Linked DNA regions of Sus scrofa: all the other regions are linked to region 4. The links are chromatin contacts, called in public HiChIP or PLAC-seq and promoter capture Hi-C maps. All regions are on one chromosome and are shown on one strand. The core of a region is the stretch at or near the end of the contact, and the rest is flanking DNA. Distances in the headings are between cores, read along the strand shown. Region 1 holds the start of UBQLN4 (ubiquilin-4). Region 2 holds the start of SEMA4A (semaphorin-4A). Region 3 holds the start of LMNA (lamin A/C). Region 4 holds the start of IQGAP3 (ras GTPase-activating-like protein IQGAP3).

Region 1 (4,884 bases), core at 2,018-4,517, 480 kb after region 4:
GCAGGCAACCTAGGAATCACTAGTTAGGAGTCATCAGTTGAACTGGCATCCTTGGTTAAGGGAGTAAGGAAGAGGCTGCTGACTGAGTTCCACTGGCAATTCTTTCTGGAAAGTTCACTCTTGGGGACTTTTCAGTTTGGCTCAGAAAACTTTCACTAAATATCCACTGTGTGCTTAGAACCAGATGCTGCATCTCCTGCCTCTCTGGCCTCATCTACTAACCTCTCCCATTCTCTCGCTACTCCAGCCACTTCAACCTTGTTGATTCTTGACCAGGCATCATTGTGCCTCTGCCTCAGGGCCTTTGTACTTACTGTTCTCTCTGTCAGAAATGTTCTTCGCCCAGACAGCCATATGGCTTGCCAGCTTCCTTTAGATCTATGATGACTTGTCCCCTTTGCAGTAATATTGTCCCTCTCTCACTTCCTTGCTTTTTCTCCACAGCATTTTCAATACCTAACATACTACTTTTTCTTTCTTTCTAGGGCCGCACCTGCAGCATACAGAAGTGCCTGGCCTAAGGATGGAATCAGAGTGGCAGCTGCTGGCCTACACCATAGACACAGCAGACATGGGAGCTGAGACGAATCTGAGACCTATGCTGCAGCTTGCAGCAATGCCGGATACTTAACCCACTGAGCCAGCCAGGGATCCACCTTCATCTCCATGGATACCAGTTTTTTGTTTTGTTTTGCTTCTTAGAGCCACGCCCGAAGCATAGGGAGGTTCCCAGCCTATGGATATAATCAGAGCTACAGCTGCCAGCCTATGCCACAGCCACAGCAATGCACCAGATCCAAGTTGAGTCTGCGACCTACACCACAGCTCATGGCAACGCTGGATCCTTAACCCACTGAGCAAGACCAGGGATTGAACCTGCAACCTCATGGTTCTTAGTAGGATTTTTTTCTGCTGCACCACAACGGGAACTCCTGGATACTAGTTCTTAATCCACTGAGCCATGACGGGAACTCCACATACTACTTTTTAAACTTATGTATGTATGTTACAAAACATATTTATGAACTGATTTTACAAACATACATATTTTACTTATTTTAAGGCATATATGAGACATTAGGGCTGCAGTTTTTGTTTGTCCTGTTTGCTATTTTTTTCCCAGGTCCTGAGAATACTGCAAGGACCTAAAAATTTGTTAACTGAACAGATATAAAGGTGAATGAGACAGGTTCTGTTCCCAAGAAATTCAGTCTAATGGCGCTTCCTCTTTCTGGACTTTATCTCCTTTTTCTGTAAACTGAAGGAACTGGACTAGGGTCTGGACACTTTGCCATGCTTCTGAGTCTGAGAATCTCAGATGACAACACTTTGTGTCTGCATATCACTCTACAGTTTACACCTACCCTTTCATTTGATCACAACAACCCTGTGTGCGTGATGTGGTGGTGGGGATTATTTTCACACTGGAGATGTGGTAAAAAAGCTTGTGACTTACCCAAGGTTCCACAAATGGCAAGTGGCTGGCTGAGACTAGAACCCAGCCAGACCTCGGGTCCAATACTCCTTCCTCATCACCACTTGATACATAGGGTCCTGCCTATTATAAATGCTGCTGCAGACCAACTCTTAGTAATCTTCCAGAAATCCTGTCCCTGGGCCCCAACCATCCAGGATGGGGTCCAGGGTGCCCCTTGGGGGTCCCCTTAGGGACAGAGGAAATGGCTCCCCTCTCCATACCATGCAGTCCATGAGGATGAATTTGAGATTGTCTTCGTTAAATGCTTGGTTCCCGTTCCGGTCGTAGGCCGCCCAGATGTTACTGGCGATGGCTGCAGTGACTCGGGCGTCCGTATCCCCGTAACCAGAGTAGGCCAACAGAGATCCCTCGTTATTCAGCAGCCTGGAAAAGCATCAGAACGGATATCAACGTGCTCAGGATGGGGAGTAAAATACCTGACTTTCCATCCCAACTCGCCCACCGGCGCTCCTAGAAAGCAAGGGTCTGGGTTGAGTGTGTCCTAGAACATGCCCCAAACACCCAGCACGTCAGTTTCTCTTTCAAGAGTGGCCCTCTCGCCGGTTCACCCAAAGGCTGCCCCCTCTGCCACCTCCTCCCTTCCCAGAGAGCCTTCCCCACCCCTCCCTCGGAGAGCCGCGCGCAGCCCCACTCCAGTGCTCGCCGCTCGGCCTCTCGGTCCGCACTCACAGGGTGCTCTGGACACCTCCAGTGTTAGCTTGGCTTAGCACCTGGGTCAAAGCCTTGGGACGCAGCATGCCTGTGGCTCCTAACCCTGGGCTTTCACAACCTGATCCCGGAGTTTCCTATAACTGGCCTCCGCCTGCCGCTTCCCGTAGTCCAGCTGCCCGGCTCCAGAACTCCTGGGAGTTGTAGTTTCCTGGCCTGACTGTGCGGTTCTGACTCAACCCCGCCTCACCGCGGGGGGCGCTGGGAATTGTAGTTCCTCGAAGCTTCGCGAGGCACCCTGGGAACTACAGTTCGCCTTTCCAGTGAGACCACGCGGTTATGGGGGAAAAGAGCGGGAGTAAAAGGATAGTGGCAGTACTGGAAGGACATTTAACCCTCTCGGGCAGAGGAGTCATATCTGCTTGACAATCCACGATTCAGTAATTAAAAGAAAACAAAATTCCTATACTTGTCAGGCATACCTTGGGTTACTTCTCAAAGCAATTTTCTACATTATGCATAATTCTGTGAGATGAGGAGATAGATGCTATTGAGGAAATAGGCTCAGAAAGGCCATGCAGGCAAAAATCCAGGTCTCTGGAACTGTACTGAATAGACTTCTTGGAGGCCGCTACCCTCAGGGGAATTAAGTCAATCCTACAGAAGAGGTTTTAGGTAGATATCCAGAAGTGGAAAATTCAGCCTCCAAGTCGGGAGAAGCCTCAGGCCTGGAAAGGATTTGGGCTTTCCAAGAAAGACCAGTTATCATAGGGAACGGAGATAAAGCGGCGACACAGAAAGTCCTTTGTCCCGGAGAAAGAGTTAGTCGCGGAGGGGGCGGGTAGCTTTGGGCCCGGGGGCGGGGGGTTGGCACCTCAGCGCGACTCGGACCGGCTACCACGGGCGGTGGTCTCTCCCGGAGAGTTTGCTTCCCGCCCCTGTCCGGAGCAGCCCCTTTGGGGGCCGCCGCCCAGCAAGGCCCTGCCCAGGCTGCAGACCCCGGGCTCGGCCCTGGGCGGACCCCGCTGCAGTGGCCCCCCCGGTCCGCCCGGGGCGCTGTGGCTGCGGCTGGTCCGGAGGGGGCGGTGAAGCCTTGGGGAGGGGAGGGGAGAGGGGAGTGTTGGAGGCGCCGGAGCCGAGCACCGCCGGGCGGGCGGGGAGGAGGAGGAGCCGGGGCGGGCTGGCGGGCGGCCGGGTGGCGGCGGCGGCGGCGGCATGGCGGAGCCGAGCGGGGCCGAGACGAGGCCCCCGATTCGGGTCACCGTCAAGACCCCTAAGGACAAGGAGGAAATTGTGATCTGCGATCGAGCCTCGGTCAAGGAGGTAGTACGGGTGGTGGGGATTGGGGGGGTGCGGAGGAGTGGTCTGTGAAGAGGGGGGTGTCTCTGAGACCGTCGGGCGTATGGGAGGGCCGGGGAGAGGAGGGCGGGGGCCCAGCAGGCACTCGGGGAAGCGGGAGGGAAGAGGCGGCGGGTAGGGGGCGTCCTGCGAGGTCGATCCGGGGTAGCGTGGCGCGTGTTTGGGAAGGGAGGCCGGGGTTTGCCTTGTGGCCTGGTCTGGGGGCGTGGTGGAGTTGGAAGAGGACACCTTGCACAGGCAAGGGGGAAGGACCCTGTGTTGGAGAGGAGTGTTTGCGCCGCTTACTAGCGGGGGTTCGAGGCGCTGAGGCAGGGTGGGAGCCGGGCAAGGTGCGGAGGCCGGATAGTGGGCGCGGGGCGCAGGCGAGGAAAGCTCCAGGCTTCTACTGTGCGTCTCAGAGAACGCCCAGCATTCTGACGCCCGGCCGGTGCGGGGGGAGGATTTCCCTCTGCCGGGATCTTTGCTACTCTTTCAAATCAAGGTAGTTGCGTTTGGTTCTCAGCCCCTCTGGGATTTACACAAGGTGCAGTAGGTGCTCAAGAAAAATGTGGTGAATGACTGAATGAGGGAATATTGCTGTGTTCACCACCCGCCTGTGGCGGCTCCAGAATTTCACAGAGGCGGGGCTAAGATAGGCTTTCTGGTTGGGAAGGAGGGATCTGGAAGCTGCCTTTGCTTAGCAAGTGCACTGTTTTTACTTAGAGTGTAAGTTTGGGTTGGTAGGGGGGTTGCGGATAGATGTAGAGTCTTAACTCTTTCCAAGCCAGCTTTTAGTGCCATTATTGCCCTTCCCCCAACCTTATAAAATGACTCCATTCCAGAATTGAAATCATTTTCGCTGCAAAGCTGAATTTGGTATCAGCTCTAGTTGAGAGGATCCATGTTTTTGGTTCAGAGCTTGGGCTTCGGTATCGAGGCCTAAGTTCCAGTCTGCCCGGGGCAAGTTTCCTAACTGCTTTGATTCTCAGTTTTCTTGTCTTTAAAATGGAGATAATTGTTAACATGTATCTCATGGGATTTAGACTCTGAATGGTTAGTGCTTTTATAAATAACGTGTTACCTGGTAACTGGTTAAGGGTCAGCTGGTTAAGGGTCTGGCGTTGTCACTGCTTTGGCTCAGGTCACTGTGTGGCTTGGGTTCGAACCCTGGTCCAGGAACTTCTGCATGCTGTGAATGTGGCCAATAAATATGTAAATACCTAAATAAATAAGTGGGATCTGTTTATCATCATTGTCACAAGAACACTGGAAATAAAGAGAGGAAAAAGACTTGGGGTCTGAGAAGAGAAGGCTGAAGGGAGACAGGGCCTGGGCCCAAGGCTGTTGAAGGAGTTGGGATGGTGAGAACTGCCTAGGCAGTACCCTCACGGGGAACTGGG
Region 2 (5,530 bases), core at 2,952-5,451, 400 kb after region 4:
GTTCTAGTTCAGTGGAGGAGCCTAGTGAAGGGAAGGGCACCCTGCCCCCTACGGCTGCCCCTCTCTCATCAGGGCCTCAGGAGTCAGGCCCTAAGTCCATCTCCCTTGCTGCAAGCTGCAGAGCCCACAGTCAGGGCTGGCTTCCTGGGCACGTGACCTGCGCAGTCACCCACAGCCCGGCGCTCACTCTAATGCCCAACAGCTGCCAGCTCGAAAGTCTTGATCTTGAAAGAGGGGCCCCACACCTTCCTTTTGCACTGGGTCCTACAAGTGATGAAGCTGGTCCTGCCCACGGCATCAGGACGCTCGATGCTGACAGGGTCCCACCCCCTCACTGCCTAATACGGAAACCAAGGGCAGGAAGAGGAAGCGCCCTGGCTAGGGATGGAGGCAGGCAGCAGTTCAGGTGGGGTGGCAGTAAGAACGGGTTGGAGGTTCAGGGATTAAGCTATAAGGGCCGTACCATTTCAAAGCTCAATGTGGAGCCCCCAACTCCTTTCTCCCCAAGCCTTGGGCTTAGCCTGGGGACGCCTGGGGCTACAATTCTGAGTTCAACTCTGACCCCCCCCCAAGTGGGGACATCCCCCCCCCATGGCCTCTAGACCACATCAAAGAGTAGCCCCTTTCTGGCGGACTTTCTGCCCAGGATAGAGAACTAGGTGGGGGAGGAGGGGGGCCAGGGGCTCTGTCTCTGCTGCACCCCGAGGGAACACAGATACCTCACTGATAGAGGGGCTTCTGGAGCCAGGAGAGAAGTCACTCCTGGCTTTGCCAGTGACCCAGCTGGTCGAGTGTTTCCCACCACCTCTCCCTTCCGGCCTCAGGGGCAGCCCCAGAAATGCACAGACCTGGGCGACCTCAGCTTCCCGGCTCCCCTTAGCCTCACCTGGCCTGCCTTTCATGACCCTCTTTTTACAATCATCAGCAAGTCAAATCAACTGATGATTATTAAGTGCCTACGGTGTGTATGGCACTAGGGATGTCCCCAAGCCTCTACTCCCCCAGCATCTCCCCACCTCTTCCCAACCGCACAGTCTCCCAGCCTTCTTGCCACCCTCCCAGCCCAATCCCCCCCTAACCCCTTACCCAGTGTCTCCTAGGTTTCCTCCTCCAGGCTGACTAGTGCTGGAAGGCTGAGCTGAGTATTGAACACAATGGCCCGACCCCCTCTGTCTGCCCCCTCCTTAGGGCAGAGCCAGAGCCAGACAATGGCCCGCCCCCGCCTTTCTGAACTGTCAGTTCTCCCGCTCCCTTACCTGGAGCTCGGAGATGCCGCTGCGTTTCCCTCCGCCTGGAATGCCAGGCTTCCAGTCTCCCAGTGCCTTCGTCCCTGCCACACCCCCGCCCCCCATCCCCAACCCCATCCCGCCTCACTGGTCCTCGGTCACCATGACAACCACATCTCTAAGTGGGAGGGACTAGAATCTCCCCACATTCTTCCTCCTCCTACCCGTGTCCCCCTGCGCCCCACCTTCTGCGGCTCCTGGATCCACATGTGTGGAGGAAGCAGGGCTCCGGATGTGGGGGGAGCCAGGAGGGGCCACACTGGCCCCTGGGGGTCCTTGTTCAGCTTCAGCTCACTGTCAGGCAGGAACCACAGTGCAAATGTCCCGCAGCTGGGTTCAGGGGGTCAGTTGGGGCCAGTTCTCCTTTATAGTCAGTTTCTCTGGGTTTCCCCTCTTCTCTCAGGAACTGTATGTCTGTAATGGGGTCACACCTGAATGCTAGCCAGCCTGACCCCAGACAAATTGAGTTTGCCAAAGAGGATGCAAATGAATACTTATCTATGCAAATAAGCCAAGAGACAGGGTCTCTGTCAAGAAGCGTAAGAAGCCCCCTTCTATTGATAGCATCCTGGCTTGCAAGGCAAGGGTTCTACTGCCAGGTTCAGGTTTTGCCATTTCTTCCTAAACCACCTTACCAAGAAGATGGCTCCTCCAGAAGTCTTTTTTGGCTACCCCCTGAGACCTATTAGAAGAAGATTTGTGCTATAAGAGGAGGGAACGAGGGCAGACTTCAGAGAGGATTTGCTAGAGGTCCAGACCAGATAGGGATAAAAAAGAGATGTTCCCATCATGGCTCAGTGGTAATGAACCCAACTAGCATCCATGAAGAATGTAGGTTCAGTCCCTGGCCTCGCTCAGTGAGTTAAGGATCTGGCATTGCCATGAGCTGTGGTGTAGGTGGCAGACGCAGCTCGGATCCTGCGTTGCTGTGGCTCTGGCAGAGGCCGGTGGCTACAGCTACAATTAGACCCCTAGCCTGGGAACCTCCATGTGCCGTGGGTGTGGCCCTTTAAAAAAAAAGACAAGACTGGGCTGGATTCTCTCCCATCTGTGAGGCAAGCAGGGTCTGGGTGGAAGAGTTGGGAGCTGGGCCTGGTGTCCTCTGCCAGCCCTGATTCTGGACTGCTATTTACCAGAGTTCCCTCCTGTCCCCACTGGGCTTCAGCTTCTCTGTTGGTAAAATGAAAAGTTGAAAAATCCCCTTCCAGGTTGGCTCGTCTCAGCCTGTGGGAAGACTATGAAAAAGGTACCAGGGGCTGGGGAACAAGAGCCCTGGATCCCAGGCCTGGATACCTATAACTTGCTGTGTGATCCTAGGCAGGGCACTTGCCCTCTCTGATTCACATAGGTAAAATTGTGGTTTTCCAGCCCACCTGAGCTTGGCTCATCTCTAGACTTAGTATTTTTAGGAAGAAGGAAGTGAGTGTGCTGTTGCAGGCCCAGGGCAGAGGGTTTTACAGGCCAAGCCTGCTTCCCCTTTAGGTCTGGGTTGGGGCAATGGGTGAGCATTTCTGTCTGGGGCAGGGCAAGAAGGACATGGGCTGAAAGCAGAAGTGGACTCTGAGCAGAACTGCTATCACATTCCCACCACTTCCTGACACGCCATCCTCTGTGCCCTCAGCTCCGAGGCCTTGGGGACTAGTGTGCCTACTTCAGGCTCTTCTCCCTCAGGACTGGGACCCATGGCAGGAGGGGAAGGGCTGACTTGCAATCAGGTGGCAGGGACACTGAACTAGGACTGTAACAGGAAGTTGGACTGCAGAAAGCCTTTACACCTGGGGTGGGGGGGGTCCTTGGGTCCCTGCCCCGAGTCCCTTCCCCTTTAGGGGAACTGGGCCCAGTCCTGCCACAGAGTGGCAGAACTAGAACAGGCTACATTTGCAAAATAAACCAGGGGAGTAGAGTAGAGGAGTCTACAGGCCCCCGGGCTCCACTTCATTCCAGGTTACCCAGCTGGGCTTTTGGGAGCCTCTCCTGGCTCTGATATGTGGAAATCAAAATATCCAGGAAAGAAGTTCCCGTTGTGGCACAGCAGAAACGAATCCAGAAACACGGTTTCAATCCCTGGCCTCGCTCAGTGGGTTAAGGATCCTGTGTTGCCATGAGCTGTGGGGTAGGTCGTGGATGCGGCTCAGATCCCGTGTTGCTGTGGCTGTGGTGTAGGCCAGCAGCTGCAGCTCCGATGATTTGACACCTAGTGTGGGAACTTCCATATGTCTCGGGTGCAGTCCTAAAAACAAACAAACAAACAAAAAGCAAAAACTTCCAGTAAAGAGCTAAGTTGTCTTGTTGAGGGGGGCAGGGACTTAGACCCGGGTGCTGGCCAAGGCTGTAGTTACAAAGTTGCTGGGGTGAGCTGGACACCCAAGTTCCCATGTCTAGTTGTCTGGGGTAGAGAAGGACAGAGAACCTTTCTGCAGCCTAACCTCTATTTCTCCTGCCATGACCCACACAACTCCATTTCCTCTGGTTTGCTCAGCCTCAGTTTCCCCATCTGTGGAAGACAAGGGGTCAGGATCCTATGTCTTTAATTTCAGGAGACGCAGGGGGGTGGTTGAATGGAGGTTAGCAAATGAAGGTCCCAGAAAAATACGAAGGGGGAGTGGAGGGTGAGGAGACCCAGGCATCCTGCCCTCTAGTCACTGTCCCCCAAGATCCTTAGGGCTGCCCTACCCGCTAGTCTGAGGCCCAAGCATCCTCCCAGAGGGCTCCCTACGTTATCCACTGGAGTTGGCACACAGATAGTTCATGTCCACAGCGCTAGGAAACTGGCCTCCCGCCTCCCCTCCACCCCACCCTGGGGACCGAGGTCCCCCTTCCCCACCCCTTTCAAGCCTTACCCCCAGCCCAGCAGTGGAGACCCTAACCCAGGCGTCCAAGGCTTCCAGCAGAGTCTGTACCGGGCAAGGGGCGGAGCAGAGGCGGGCAGGGCAGGGGGAGGGGGTGGGGGCCCTGCCAGCCCCCTCTGGTGCCCCAGTTCCCAGGCAGCTCTTAAAGGGACCAAGGAGAATTAGCCAGGGGCGGCTTAAGGGGGTAGAGGTAGAGAAAAGTGGGTGGCAGGGAGAGGATTAAGTCTGCCAGGGACAGGAAGGCCAGAGTGGGGGGTCCTGACACATCCTCTAGTCTTCTGGAAACCTCTAGACTCCTCAGTCTAGCCTGTCCCATGCGACACCCATCTTGACCACCCAGCCTATGATTACCACCCCCTCGAATCCTGGCCCCTATTCCTCTTGGGCCCTTGCCCACTTCCTCCCCTCCTCCGCCATATTCGTGTCACCTCAGTCTCCGGTGAGAGCTGCCAGCTGGCACTGACTGGTACTAAGCACGGAGAATCAGCCCAAGGATTGTAAGGGCCTGAGGCCCCGGGGGGGTGGGGGGGGAGCCAGCACCTCAAGGTCAATCTAGGGGGTGGAGGGTGGGGGCAGGTGGCACCTTCCTCTCCCAGCGGCCTCTCCATGTCTTCATCTGCTGCCCCTCTGGGTAGGAGCACTGAGACACCCGGGAGGCTGAGTGACAAAGGGTCCCTGCTCAGCCCCTCCCTCTCCCATCCCTGAGAGGCTATAGAAAAGGAAAATGACTTATCCAGTTACTTCTGGCCATGGAGGGGCAGGGGCAGCTGAGAGATATACACATATAAGGAGAGGGAAAAAGAAGTGGAAATGAAAGATAGCCGTGAGCAAGCGTGAAACCTCAGTTCTCATATCACTCAGCCTCAGACCAAAAATCCCCCCTGGCTCCCTCATGCCCATGGAATTTTTTTTTTTTTTGCCTTTTGTCTTTTTAGGGCCAAACCCACAGCATATGGAGGTTCCCAGGCTAGAAGTCCAATCGGAGCTGTAGCAACTGGCCTATACCACAGCTCATGGCAACACTGGATCTTTAACCCACTGAGCGAGGCCAGGGATCGAACCCACAATCCTCATGGATACTAGTTGGATTTGTTACCACTAAGCCACAGTGGGAACTCCCTATTTTATTAAATTTAGTCAGAGAAGGCTTTACTGGCTGGTGACATTTGAATAGAGACCTGAAACAAGCAGATATGTGATAGGAAACGTGGTCCAGGCAGAGGAAAACATTAGTGTAAATGTCCTGAGGCAGGTGTGTGCTTGGTGTGTTCTAGGAATTACCTGGGCAGTCACTGCAGCTTGAGTGGAGTGAGCATGAGGGAGAAGAGTGAGAAACCAGGTGGGGGTCATCTTGCCTGGCTTTGCATGCCGTTTTGAGGACTTTGGCTTTTGTAC
Region 3 (5,402 bases), core at 301-2,800, 430 kb after region 4:
CTTTTTAGGGCAACAGCCACAGCATATGGAGGTTCCCAGGCTAGGGGTCCTATTGGAGCTGTAGCTGCTGGCCTACACCACAGCCACAGCCATGCCAGATCTGAGCCACGTCTGCAACCTGCACCACAGCTCACAGCAGCGATGGATTACCTTAACCCACTGAGCGAAGCCAGGGATCAAACTTGCATCCCTATGGATACTAGTCAGGTTTGTTTCCCCTGAGCCACAACAGGAACTCCCTAGAGTGCTTGGAGGGAGGGTCCCTGTCTTATTCATTCTTTGATCACAGGGTCAAGTACTAAACACCTGTTGAACTGCTGAGTCACTCCTGCACAGGTGGTATGGAAGGACCTGGCTGTTCTTTAAGTAGCTGCCACATACCAGGCACTGGGCTAGGGGCCATGTGGGGCTGATCCCACTTCATCTTGACTTCAGCCTTATGAGGAAGGTATTATTATCTGCATTTTATATACCAAAAACCCAAACTCCGAGAAGTTGACTAATTGACCTAAGATAGTCCAGCTGAGTAACTGCCTTCTTCCCATCCGGACCCAGCTAGATGGAATGATGCAGGCTTAGAACAATTAGCTTGGCTTAGTTTAGCTGGGAAGGCCCTCAGAAGGAGCGTGTTTGATGGCCTTTTGTAAAGCCAGTGAACCCCTCATTTGAATGAAATTTCACCCCAAAAGCCCAATATACTAAATGACAGAGGCAGAGTCTCTCTAGCAGGGAAGTTTAGGGACCCCTGCCTGGTGATCCTTTGCCCCTCCCCTAAGAGGCCCCCAGGGCTCTGAGAATTAAACCCCTCTCTTTACAAAGTGGGCTTCTCAGGCTGGAGAAGCTAAGATTTGCCCAAACACAGCCAGAAACCCCCAAATAGTACTCGGACCCTATTTCACACTACTGTAGGAGACAGGACATCACTCTGGACATACTGGAAGGGGCTAATCGACCTCAAGGGATGGGCATTATCGCTACCATGATGAGGCAGGGGTTGCAGGGGTCAGTGTAGGGCTGGCTATCTTCCCTGGGTGCTCCAGCCAGGCCAGACAGGGCCGCTAGATAATGAGCACAGAACCAACCCTTTACACTTCACATTTGGCTGGGCAGGTCTCCCAGGTGTCATCTTTTCACAATCCAGATTACTACCTTAACCCTCTCAAACCTCTCTGAGATGCACAAAGCAAACACCATGATGCCCATTATACAGATACGGAGATTGAGACTTGGGCCAGGTTAACTGATATGCTCCAGGCCACACAACAAGAGACAGAAGCAGGTCCCAAACTCCAGGGATTTGCCTCCAGGTTAACTACATCCCACCTCCCTTCAGTCCAGACCCCAAAGGAGCTCCATCCAACAGCAAAATCCGAGAGTCTGCCCAGGAGTCCCTGCCCGACATTCCAAACCCCATCCCCCACTCAAATGGGCCCAGAGAGCCGCCCCACCTGTGAGCCTCAGGCTTCCTGGAACCGTCACAATACACACCAAAATACTGCCACGGTACACACCAGACAAGAGCCAAAGAGGAATTCCGCAGTGACTTCGTCCTCTCTGCTCCCTATCTCCCAGCTTTGGCCCCGCCCCACCTGGTGAGGGTGGGGGAGGGGAGGTAGACGTAGGAAGGGGCGGGGCCCCGGAGACGTGGGCGGAGCCAAGGGGACGGGGCTTGTTCCCTCCAGGGCAGATCGGTTCGGGCTGGTAGGGCGACTCCGGACTCCGGCGGGGTGGTTCCTCTCCCGCCCCCCCGCCCCCGCCGCCCGGAGGCGGGCAGTGCTGACGGCTGGTTCTGACGCAGGCGCCTGCGTGTGGGCGGCTGCCTGTGAGTCTGTGTGTGTCTGTGTGTGTGTGGTTGCCGGGGCCTCCCGGGTCTCCTAAATGGGGGTTTCCTCTCCCTGTTGCCAAGGAAACAAACAGAAGCGCCACAACTCCAGAACTGGGGCCGGCGAAAAGGGTCCCCAAGCCCTAGGCGCCGAGAGGCTTCCAGGAAGTGAGGCAGAAAAGGATCCCTGTTTCCCCCCCCACCCCCAGTCCAGGTGCTGAGCAAACGTTACCCAATGTGGGGCCTGAAACTAGTGGCCACCTGTCCTGTTTGCAGAGCACTGAGGAGTTTCCTAGGACAAGGGCCTTGCAGTGCTCAAACCCGAACAGTTCCTGGCAAAACCGGACAGTTGGTCTTCCTAAGTGTCCATCCAATTTTTGTGGGGAGGCTCTATCTTAAAAATATGAGAATATCTTTTACAGATTTCACACAGATAAGTGAACACGTGGAAACCTGGTCAGGCTCCTCTAAGGGTCTTGGGAAGGCCTGTGCCACTGTGGATCCCTGAGCTTCACCTTGCTTAGCCTCACCATAAAACCAACCTGGGTTCCCAGCCCCTGCAGCCCCTAAGTTCCTCAGGGTCCCCTTCCAAGGCTAGCCCTTGGCACTCACCCCAGGGAGGTCAACTGGGAAAGCAAATTCTCCCCGGGGAGGATGGTGGTTAATCTGCAGGAGATTTCCTGATGGGGGAACAGATCAAAGGGCACTTCTGGATTAGTGGCGGCCACGTGTGGCAGGTGGATGGGCAGGGCCTTGGCCAAGGTCAGGAGCTCCTGGAGGGAGACTCCATGGGATGGAAGGGACTGCCTTGGGCCAGTGCTTCATCAGTCATTGCTTAGAAGCCAGAACTTCAGAGCTGGGAGGAGTCTAAGGACATCATGCAAGCCAACCCCCTCCTTTCTAGACCTGCCTTGATCCAGCTCCCCAGATTCCCCTGTCCCACTATCCCTATGCCAGCCCACAGGCTAGCCCCAGAGTAACACCCCAATTGCCCTCTTTGTCTAGTAAATCCAAAGCTTACAGGGCTCCCTGAGAGCCCACTTCACTTTGGCCCTTGACCCCTGAGTGGCAGGTAATGGGGGAGCCACTGGAGCAGCGGTAGGGCAGCAGGGACCTGGCTGGGAGGGACAGGATGCACGAGTGGCCTGAGGCTGGTGTGCTCTCAGGCTGCCCAGGGAGGGGCCAAGAGGGCATCTGTTTCCTCTTGGCCATGATTCCCTCAATCCCATCCCCAAAGGAGGTGAAAATGGGGCTGGCTTCCTGAAGCGGAGCTTCCTGGCCTTGGCGGGGAGGATGGATGGGACGTCCTCAAAACATCCCGCATGCCCTCTCCTCTCCCTGCCTGGAGCTCGGCACAGCTGAACTAAGGCTTCGGGGTGGGGGCAGAGAGGTGAGGTCTGGGGTTCAGTGAGCACAGCGATGTACCAGAAGCCACAGTCAGGCTCAACTCCCAGGGGGTGCGGGGGGCGGGGGAGGGTAGAGGCAGGGGACTGGTCTGGCTCAGAGGGGGGGCTTCACTCAGGTACTTTAGTGGAGGATGCATGAGAGAGAGTTGATCACAGAGGGCAAATGGGGATGAAGGGAGAGATAAGAGTGGGTAGAGGAGTTCCCGTCATGGCGCAGTGGCTAACGAATCCGACTAGGAACCATGAGGTGGCGGGTTCGGTCCCTGCCCTTGCTCAGTGGGTTAACGATCCGGCGTTGCCGTGAGCTGTGGTGTAGATTGCAGACGCGGCTCGGATCCTGAGTTGCTGTGGCTCTGGCGTAGGCTGGTGGCTACAGCTCTGATTCGACCCCTAGCCTGGGAACCTCCATATGCCGCGGGAGTGGCTCACGTAAAGGCAAAAAGACCAAACAAAACAAAACAAAACAAAAAAAAGAGTGGGTAGAGGGAGGAGGTTGGAGAGAAAGTCTACTATGAGGGAGAAAGAACTGAGCTTTGAGGTAACTGGGGGGAGTCCGGACCAGGGGATCCAGGAGCAGAGAGCTGGGCAGAGGGGAGGCACAGGAATTGAGGAGAGGGGCAGCTGCCTGGGGCTGACACCAGCAATCCAGCCCCAGCTCCTGGTGGGGCAAATATTTACCCAGCAACAGTTGCTAAGCAAGGAGGAAGGAGGAGGGAGACCAGTAGCTAGAAGGCTTTCCAGACTCCTCCCTCATAAAAGACAAAAAAAAAAAAAAAAAAAAAAAAAAAAAGGGTGAGCCATTATGTTCTCCTCAGCCCTTCACCCCCACCGAGCAGGCTCCTCGCACACATATCTGTGGGGTCACCCCTCCTACTTCCCCCCCACCCCCACCCCAGGCCAACCCAAGCTCATAGCAGGACAGAAGGTTGGGCTAGGGAAAACTTAATCCCCAGGCAACCAGGACTTCCCCCTACCCTGGGACAGCTCTGGGGGCTCAAACCTTGCAAAATTCCTCCTTCCCAATCTGCTGTTCAAGGGGGGGCTGGAGAGGGGGGCAGGTCCAAGAAGTCAGGATACGGTGAGGGAGGGGGTGCTGAAGGACCCAGTCAAGATGTCCAGGGGATGAAGGCTGGAAGAGAGGATGAGGAGACTGAAAGGAAGGGAAGGGGTGACTATGTTAGAGGCTGTGAAAGGGCAGGCGGTGTGGTGGAGGTGGGGGGTGGGGTGGGGGGGGTGGCTGATGGACCCAAAGAAGTGAAGTTCTCATGGGTCCTTCCGGTTCTGGCCTCTGGGCAGAGGAGGAGAAGGGACAAAGGAGGGGAGGGTGTGCTCAAGTGGAGCCAGATGTGGCCCATGTGATGTGGGCTGTCGCTGGCATGGGCACAGTGGGGGCAGGATGTTCAACAACTACCAGGAAAAATTAGTCAGAAGCTGGGAGGGGACAGCTAGTCCAGGACCCCCGAGGCAGCAGAGGGAGCTTTGGGGGAGGGTAGAAGGGCTCAGGGCTCCCCCCCACCATCACCCTCAGGATTCCCACCCATTTTCTTGGCTGAGCCTGGGTTCCCACAGGCAGATTGGACATCCTGATGCTTCCCAGGGCAGATGCCGGGAGCTCAGCTCAGAGCCCGGCACACAAGAGGCGTTTTGTTCCTTACCCACCTCCTCAGGATGAGGTCTCTGCTCTGCAGGGCTGCTCCCTGGGGGCCAGGGGGTTCTCCCCCTCAACCACAGGCACTCCGGAAACTGGGGTGCAGAAATGGGAGGGAAGGGCACAAAGAAGAAGCTGCCTTGGCAGAGAAGAGAGTCCTGGAACCTGGCCTCCCTGGTGCTGCCAGAGGTGCTCGAGGGTCGAAGCGTTGGTCAGAGTGGCTGCAGGCCCCATGGGTCCACCCTGAAATGGAGGCAGACAGAGGAGCCATCACTGTGACACAACACCAGAGGCAACGCCGAAGCGCCACCCCAGGAGGGACCTCCCTTAGCCCAGACGCAGCATGAGCCAGCCTGGAGGGAGAAGGGCTAGGGGACCCCAGGAAATAAAGCAGACCTGAAGGGTGGGTCGGGGTGCAGCCCTGGAGAAAGCAACCCCAGGGACCCTTGGAGAGCCAGGTCCAAGCTGGCAACCAACCGAAAGGGGGTTGCTTTCCAAGCTCCCATTGGAAAGTTTGAAAAATACA
Region 4 (5,619 bases), core at 1,087-3,586:
GGTTTCCAGCCCTCCTTTGAGGTCCATAAACCTGTGTTCTGTGCCTCTAGACTCATTTTAGACTTTGTCTGAGCCTTGGGTCAAGAATCAGAACCCCTAGGTCTCTACCTCAAGCCAGGGCAGGGTTCCCATCCCCCCCACCTCCTTGGATCCAGCACCTGAGGGAATGTCGATGCTGGCAATGGGCACAGTGAGTCCATTCAGGACACTCAGGATGCTGCGGAATGGCTCCCGAACTTCACCCTTGAAGCTGAAGCCAAAGATGGCATCCACCACCAGCTCATATAGTTCATCGATCAGCGTGGGCTGTGGCAGAGCGGGAAAAAAGGAAAGGATGTCAGAGTCAGCAGCTGCACAAAGAACCCTTGACAGGGGAGGGCTGTCCTCTGTACCCACAGATCATTCACAGAGGCACAAACATAATTTTCTCTCATTCATACGGCATTCTGAAGCTTAGAGTTAAGTGCAACTATCACTGATTGAAGCCAAGCTCAGTCCCATCACCATTTCTGTTCTTAGTGCCTGCCAGCCTGCCATTGGGGGGATCTACAGCACAGGGTTACCTAAGCCTGGGAGTCAAGAAGGACAGGTTCTGGTCTCAGCTCTGCTGTGATCCTTTGAACAAACCACTTTCCTTCTCTGCATCTCAGTCTCTTCATCTATAAAATGTGCTAAGAAATTTTAAAAAGAAGTTCTAAAGTTTCCCACTCCTAAATCCAGGCATCTGAAGAAAGGGTTTAGGATGAAGCAGGCACTTCAGCTCCTAAGAGGGGCAGATAATGTGTTTACTGCTTGCTAGGGGAAGAGGAACTGGCTACAGAGTGAAAGGAGTGACCCAGGAGATAAAGGGGAAAGGAAGCTTTACAGAAGGTGGTGCTGGGAACTCCTGGAGCACACCTTTTGGAGAAGACTTTTAACCACGTCTATTCAAAGAGCATACTTTGGGGGAGTTCCCGTTGTGGTGCAGGGGAAAGAAATCTGACTAGGATCCATGGGGATGCAGGTTCGATCCCTGGCCTCACTCAGTGGGTTAAGGATCTAGTGTCGCCCTGAGCTGTGGTGTAGGTCGCAGATGTGGCTTGGATCTGGCGTGGCTATGGCTGTGGTGTGGGCCGGCAGCTGTAGGTCCAATTTGACCCCTTGTCTAGGAACCTCCATATGCCACAGATGTGGCCCTAAAAAGCAAAAAAACAAAAACAAAAAAACCCCCACCATACTTTGGGCACTTTCTGTGTCAGGCACTATCCCTACCCTCTTAAGAGTTAATCCTCTAGAGAGGAAGATAGCAAGTGAGCTCAGCTTGGGAAGGTGAGGAAAGAGAACACAGGCAGTGGTTATTGAGGAGGAGAGAGCACTGAACTGGAGCCACCTACCTCTGAGGGCATTTCATCAAGGAAAGGGATGTCCATTTTCTGGCACTGGGTTACCAGCGCAGTGAAGAGTGGCTTGTTAGGCCTTTTAGGGTAATAGATGGTTGGTTGGTAGCCCTATGAGGAAAGGAAAGGGTTGTAATTCAAGTCCAGATCCTAGAAACCTCATGCTCTTTTCCCCACGGCCCTTCTGCGAATACTCACAAAGAGTTTGAGGTGTCGAGCACAGACCAGGCCATCTCCTCCGTTATTCCCGGGGCCACAAATGACTAGGACAGTAGGGGGGCTCCTGGACAAGGACGTGGGAGGATAGGCCTGAAGGCAGAGTCAAAGGGGATTCAGAGGGGCATTTGGGAAGCGACAGCTCGGGCTTGGCCCGGCTGTCCCTCCCACTTCGCTGTGCCTAGGCCAGGGGGCTTGCACAATGACTTGCCACTGACCTTGGCAATGGCTGTAGCACAGCTCAGCCCGGCCAGCTCCATTAGTTGGTCCACGCTGAACTGGTACTCGTTAAACAGCTCCTGGTCCACAGCCTGGGCCTCCTCCTGGCTGAGGAAGCGCAAAGCCTGAGGTCCCGCCCCTCAGGTGCTGCGCCGGGCCGGCAGCGCGGCCGCCCCAGGTCCCGCCCCCCGGGAGGGAGGGCCTGCACCCCGGTCCTGCGCCCCGCGTGCCCCCGCCCGCCCTGGAACTTTGCCTACCTGAGGTACTTCACCGCTGAGCTCGCCATGCCTTCTACGTCCCCGCGGCCACCCGAGATCAGCCGCTGCGGCCCCCACCAGGTGGGTCGCGCGCGACAGGCGCCGGCCTGGACTCTGACGCGCGGCAGGCGCGAGCCCGCAACGAGCAGCCCGAGCCCGAGCAGCGCCCGCAGACCAGACATCCAGCTCGCAGGGCGCGCGCCTCCGGCCCGCCCCGGCCTGCCCGGCGCCTGCGCAGCACTCTGCCCCGCCCCCGAGAGGCCGGGGCCGCAAGCGCTTCTGCCGAAAGCGGTCCTGGGATCCGCCGCGCTCGCTCCTCCGCGGCTGGTTGCCTTACGCACCCGCCCCGCGGGTGTCTGCCTGTGTCCGTGCGCTTTCTCTTCCAGTCTGGATCCAAGCCCTCCGCGGGAACATTTACGTATTGCCTCAGAGATAACCGGAAGTGCTTTGCTCCCAACCGCCCTTTGGTAATAATTTTTCATATTTTTGTAGCTTTTCCAGGAAGCTGTATGGCAGAGCAGTTAGCCCCGGTTCTTGTCCTACCACCGACTAGCTGAGTGAACCTGGCTCTCCTGGTTTCAGTGTCCTATAAAATGAGGATATGAGTACATACTTCATGGGGTGGTAATCCATGCAAAGCCGTCGACAGCGCCCCTCGTACACAGGGCTCAATAAATTAATGCTCTTATTTACACTGCTTTTCATGGGACTTAGGACCCTTATGCCCACTAGTTTAGCTTCCCCTTTCTCTGTTTACCAGGATAGCACGTTCTACTTCCCTAATCATACGTAATACTTACCCTTCTTCATCGAGATAAAAGCTGTGGAAATAGAAAAGTATAAACCTTAATTAAGTCAAGTATGCCATGGTTAAAAATGTAATTGAAACTGTAGACGCCAGGTCACGGTAATATTTCAAGAAAAAATCAGAGAAGACTAAACTTTTAACCCAAGAGTTTTGTTTTTTTGTTTTTTTTTGCCTTTTCTAGGGCCCCTCCCGCGGCATATGGAAGTTCCCAGGCTAGGGGTCTAATCGAAGCTGTAGCCGCCGGCCTACACCACAGCCAACGCCAGATCTGAGCCCCGTCTGCGACCTACACCACAGCTCACAGCAACGCCAGATCCTTAACCCACTGAGCAAGGCCAGGGATCGAACCTGCAGCTTCATGATTCCTTTTTTTTTTTTTTTTTTGGTCTTTTAGTCTTTTTGTTGTTGTTGTTGTTGTTATTGTTGCTATTTCTTGGGCCGCTCCCGCGGCATATGGAGGTTCCCAGGTTAGGGGTCTAATCGGAGCTGTAGCCACCGGCCTACGCCAGAGCCACAGCAACGCGGTATCCGAGCCATGTCTGCAACCTACACCACAGCTCACGGCAACGCCGGATCATTAACCTACTGAGCAAGGGCAGGGACCGAACCCGCAACCTCATGGTTCCTAGTCGGATTCGTTAACCACTGCGCCACGACGGGAACTCCAAGCTTCATGATTCCTAATCGGATTCGTTAACCACTGAGCCACAACAGGAACTCCTAACCCAAGAGTTTTTAAAAATGCAAACACTCCTGCCTGGTTAGGGGAGAAGTTTAGGGAATAACAAACCAGTTACCATTAAGGCACTAAGATAAAGATAATTATCCAGGTGAAATGAAAGTCCTGTTTTTATGCTAGTTTATTTTTTTCTGTATAATGAATCGTATTACTGCTTAGTTCTCAGAGAGAGGCAAGAACCCCTCCTGCTTTAACTACTCCTCTGATAGTCTCCTTTTTAATTAAAAGAGGTTTATCATCACCTATGGGATGTACCCTTGTAAAACAAACCTCCAGCTGTGTTTGTTTCACATATTTGTTGTAGGAAATTGAATTTGTCAGACTGAGATTATAGTGGAAAATTGTTTTTGTTCGACTGTGTTTGTGGTTGGAAATTGAGTTTACTCATCTGAATTGAAATGTAGAGTTGATACTACAATTGGATAATCTTATCCAAGACCTCATTAACTTAGATTTATAACTTCACCAGTAGCTAAGTAGCTTTTCTTTTATGCATTAGTCAAGTCAAGACCCCCTGCAGGCCTATTTGAGAAAATAAAATCGGTGATTCTGAAGATTCATTTCTAAAATACAATGTGAAGCATGTTTTTTTGATAGAACATTTTAAATATTTATATGTGCCAAGTGCTGACATGAATTATCTCATTTTATCTTCACAACAACTCTGGTTTATCCCCATTTTACAGATGAGGTTCAGAAATGTTGAATGACATGTCCAATGATACAGCGACAGCTGTCAGTGGAGCTAGGATCCAAGTAGCGTGACCTAGAGTCTGCTGTCTAAAGCATTATTCTAGACTGAAATGCCTCACCAGATGCAGAACTATGTCATTAAAGGGTTGTCAACCGCTGACTTCATTTTGATGAGATGTAACTTTAAAATAATGACACAAGAAGTTCCGTGGTGCAGCAGAAACTAATCTGACCAGGAACCATGAGGCTGCGGTTCGATCCCTGGCCTCCTTCAGTGGGTTAAGGATCTGGCGTTGCTGTGAGCTGTGGTGTAGGTCGCAGATGTGGCTCAGATCTGGTGTTGCTGTGGCTGTGGTGTAGGCGGCTACAGCTCCAATTAGAACCCTAACCTGGGAACCTCCATATGCTGTGGGTGTGGCCCTAAAAAGACAAAATGATAATAATAATAATACAAAACATAGTCCCCCCACACACCCAGAATTTATGAAACAACCAAATGAGGGCTGTTCTCAGGAAAGCAGTGCCCAAGACCTAGTCCACCTTGCTACCTTTCAGACTTTTGGAGTTTTCTTTGGGAAATGCCTTCAAAACCAATTTCAGAAGAACATATAGATAGAGCACCTGCTGAGTTCCAGTTGCTTTTTACATATATTATCTAATTTAATCCTGTCAATCCAATGATGTGTTTTTATCCTCATGTTATGGGTGAGAAATTGAGTAGCAGAGAGAAATCAAGTGATTTTCCCAAGATAATACAGCTATGAAATGGTAGAGCCAGTGACGGTTGATATTGGGTTGGTCTGACCCAGTGGCAGTATTCTTGTGTGGCAGACAATGCTATCTGTTCCTCAAAATCCATTCTCCTTTCTTCCTTCTCTATTTAAAGGCACTGTTAGGGAGTTCCCCAGGCACTGTTAGGGAGTTCCCTTTGTGGTTCGAGAGTAACCATGAGGATATGGGTTTGATTCCTGGCCTTGTTCCTTGGGTTAAGGATCCGGCTTTGCCATGAGCTGCTGTGTATGTAGCACACGTGGCTTGGATCTGGCGTTGCTGTGGCTGTGGCATAGGCTGGCAGCTGCAGCTCTATTGGACCCCTACCCTGGGAACTTCCATATGCTGCATGTTCAGCCCTAAAAAGCCAAAAAAAAAATTTTTTTTAATAAAAAACTAAAAAATAGGGAGTTCCCATCGTGGTGCAGTGGTTAACGAATCTGACTGGGAACCATGAGGTTGCGGGTTCGATCCCTGCCCTTGCTCAGTGGGTTAACGATCTGACATTGCCGTGAGCTGTGGTGTAGGTCGCAGATGCAG

The links. Promoter capture Hi-C pulls out the DNA fragments that hold promoters and counts their contacts. HiChIP or PLAC-seq counts read pairs in DNA pulled down with a chosen protein or histone mark.
Region 1: a promoter capture Hi-C map of liver shows a contact between it and region 4, with 2.6 times the contacts expected there. The contact joins the promoter of UBQLN4 here to the promoter of IQGAP3 in region 4. A contact is called at or near these places in 1 of 5 promoter capture datasets (liver) and 1 of 47 Hi-C or Micro-C datasets (liver).
Region 2: an H3K27ac HiChIP or PLAC-seq map of alveolar macrophages shows a contact between it and region 4. The contact joins the promoter of SEMA4A here to the promoter of IQGAP3 in region 4. A contact is called at or near these places in 1 of 5 promoter capture datasets (fetal liver), 1 of 47 Hi-C or Micro-C datasets (heart right ventricle) and 1 of 2 datasets of contacts at active chromatin or transcription factors (alveolar macrophages).
Region 3: an H3K27ac HiChIP or PLAC-seq map of alveolar macrophages shows a contact between it and region 4. The contact joins the promoter of LMNA here to the promoter of IQGAP3 in region 4. A contact is called at or near these places in 2 of 47 Hi-C or Micro-C datasets (liver and skeletal muscle) and 1 of 2 datasets of contacts at active chromatin or transcription factors (alveolar macrophages).

What each region holds. Positions count from the first base shown.
Region 1 is chr4:93,973,119-93,978,002 of Sscrofa11.1, forward strand. UBQLN4 (ubiquilin-4) reads left to right here and starts at 3,268. Exons shown (of 11, transcript XM_003125701.5): 1 at 3,268-3,469. The coding sequence starts at 3,362. LAMTOR2 (late endosomal/lysosomal adaptor, MAPK and MTOR activator 2) reads right to left here and starts at 2,443. Exons shown (of 4, transcript NM_001243627.1): 1 at 2,168-2,443; 2 at 1,699-1,861. The coding sequence starts at 2,235.
Region 2 is chr4:93,888,794-93,894,323 of Sscrofa11.1, forward strand. SEMA4A (semaphorin-4A) reads right to left here and starts at 4,202. Exons shown (of 15, transcript XM_021089686.1): 1 at 4,127-4,202.
Region 3 is chr4:93,924,734-93,930,135 of Sscrofa11.1, forward strand. It overlaps LMNA (lamin A/C), which reads right to left and starts at 1,551. Exons shown (of 13, transcript NM_001111257.2): 1 at 1,449-1,551.
Region 4 is chr4:93,493,663-93,499,281 of Sscrofa11.1, forward strand. IQGAP3 (ras GTPase-activating-like protein IQGAP3) reads left to right here and starts at 2,337. Exons shown (of 38, transcript XM_021089671.1): 1 at 2,337-2,535. It overlaps NAXE (NAD(P)HX epimerase), which reads right to left and starts at 2,250. Exons shown (of 6, transcript NM_001078664.1): 1 at 2,069-2,250; 2 at 1,811-1,919; 3 at 1,575-1,685; 4 at 1,374-1,487; 5 at 159-306. The coding sequence starts at 2,250.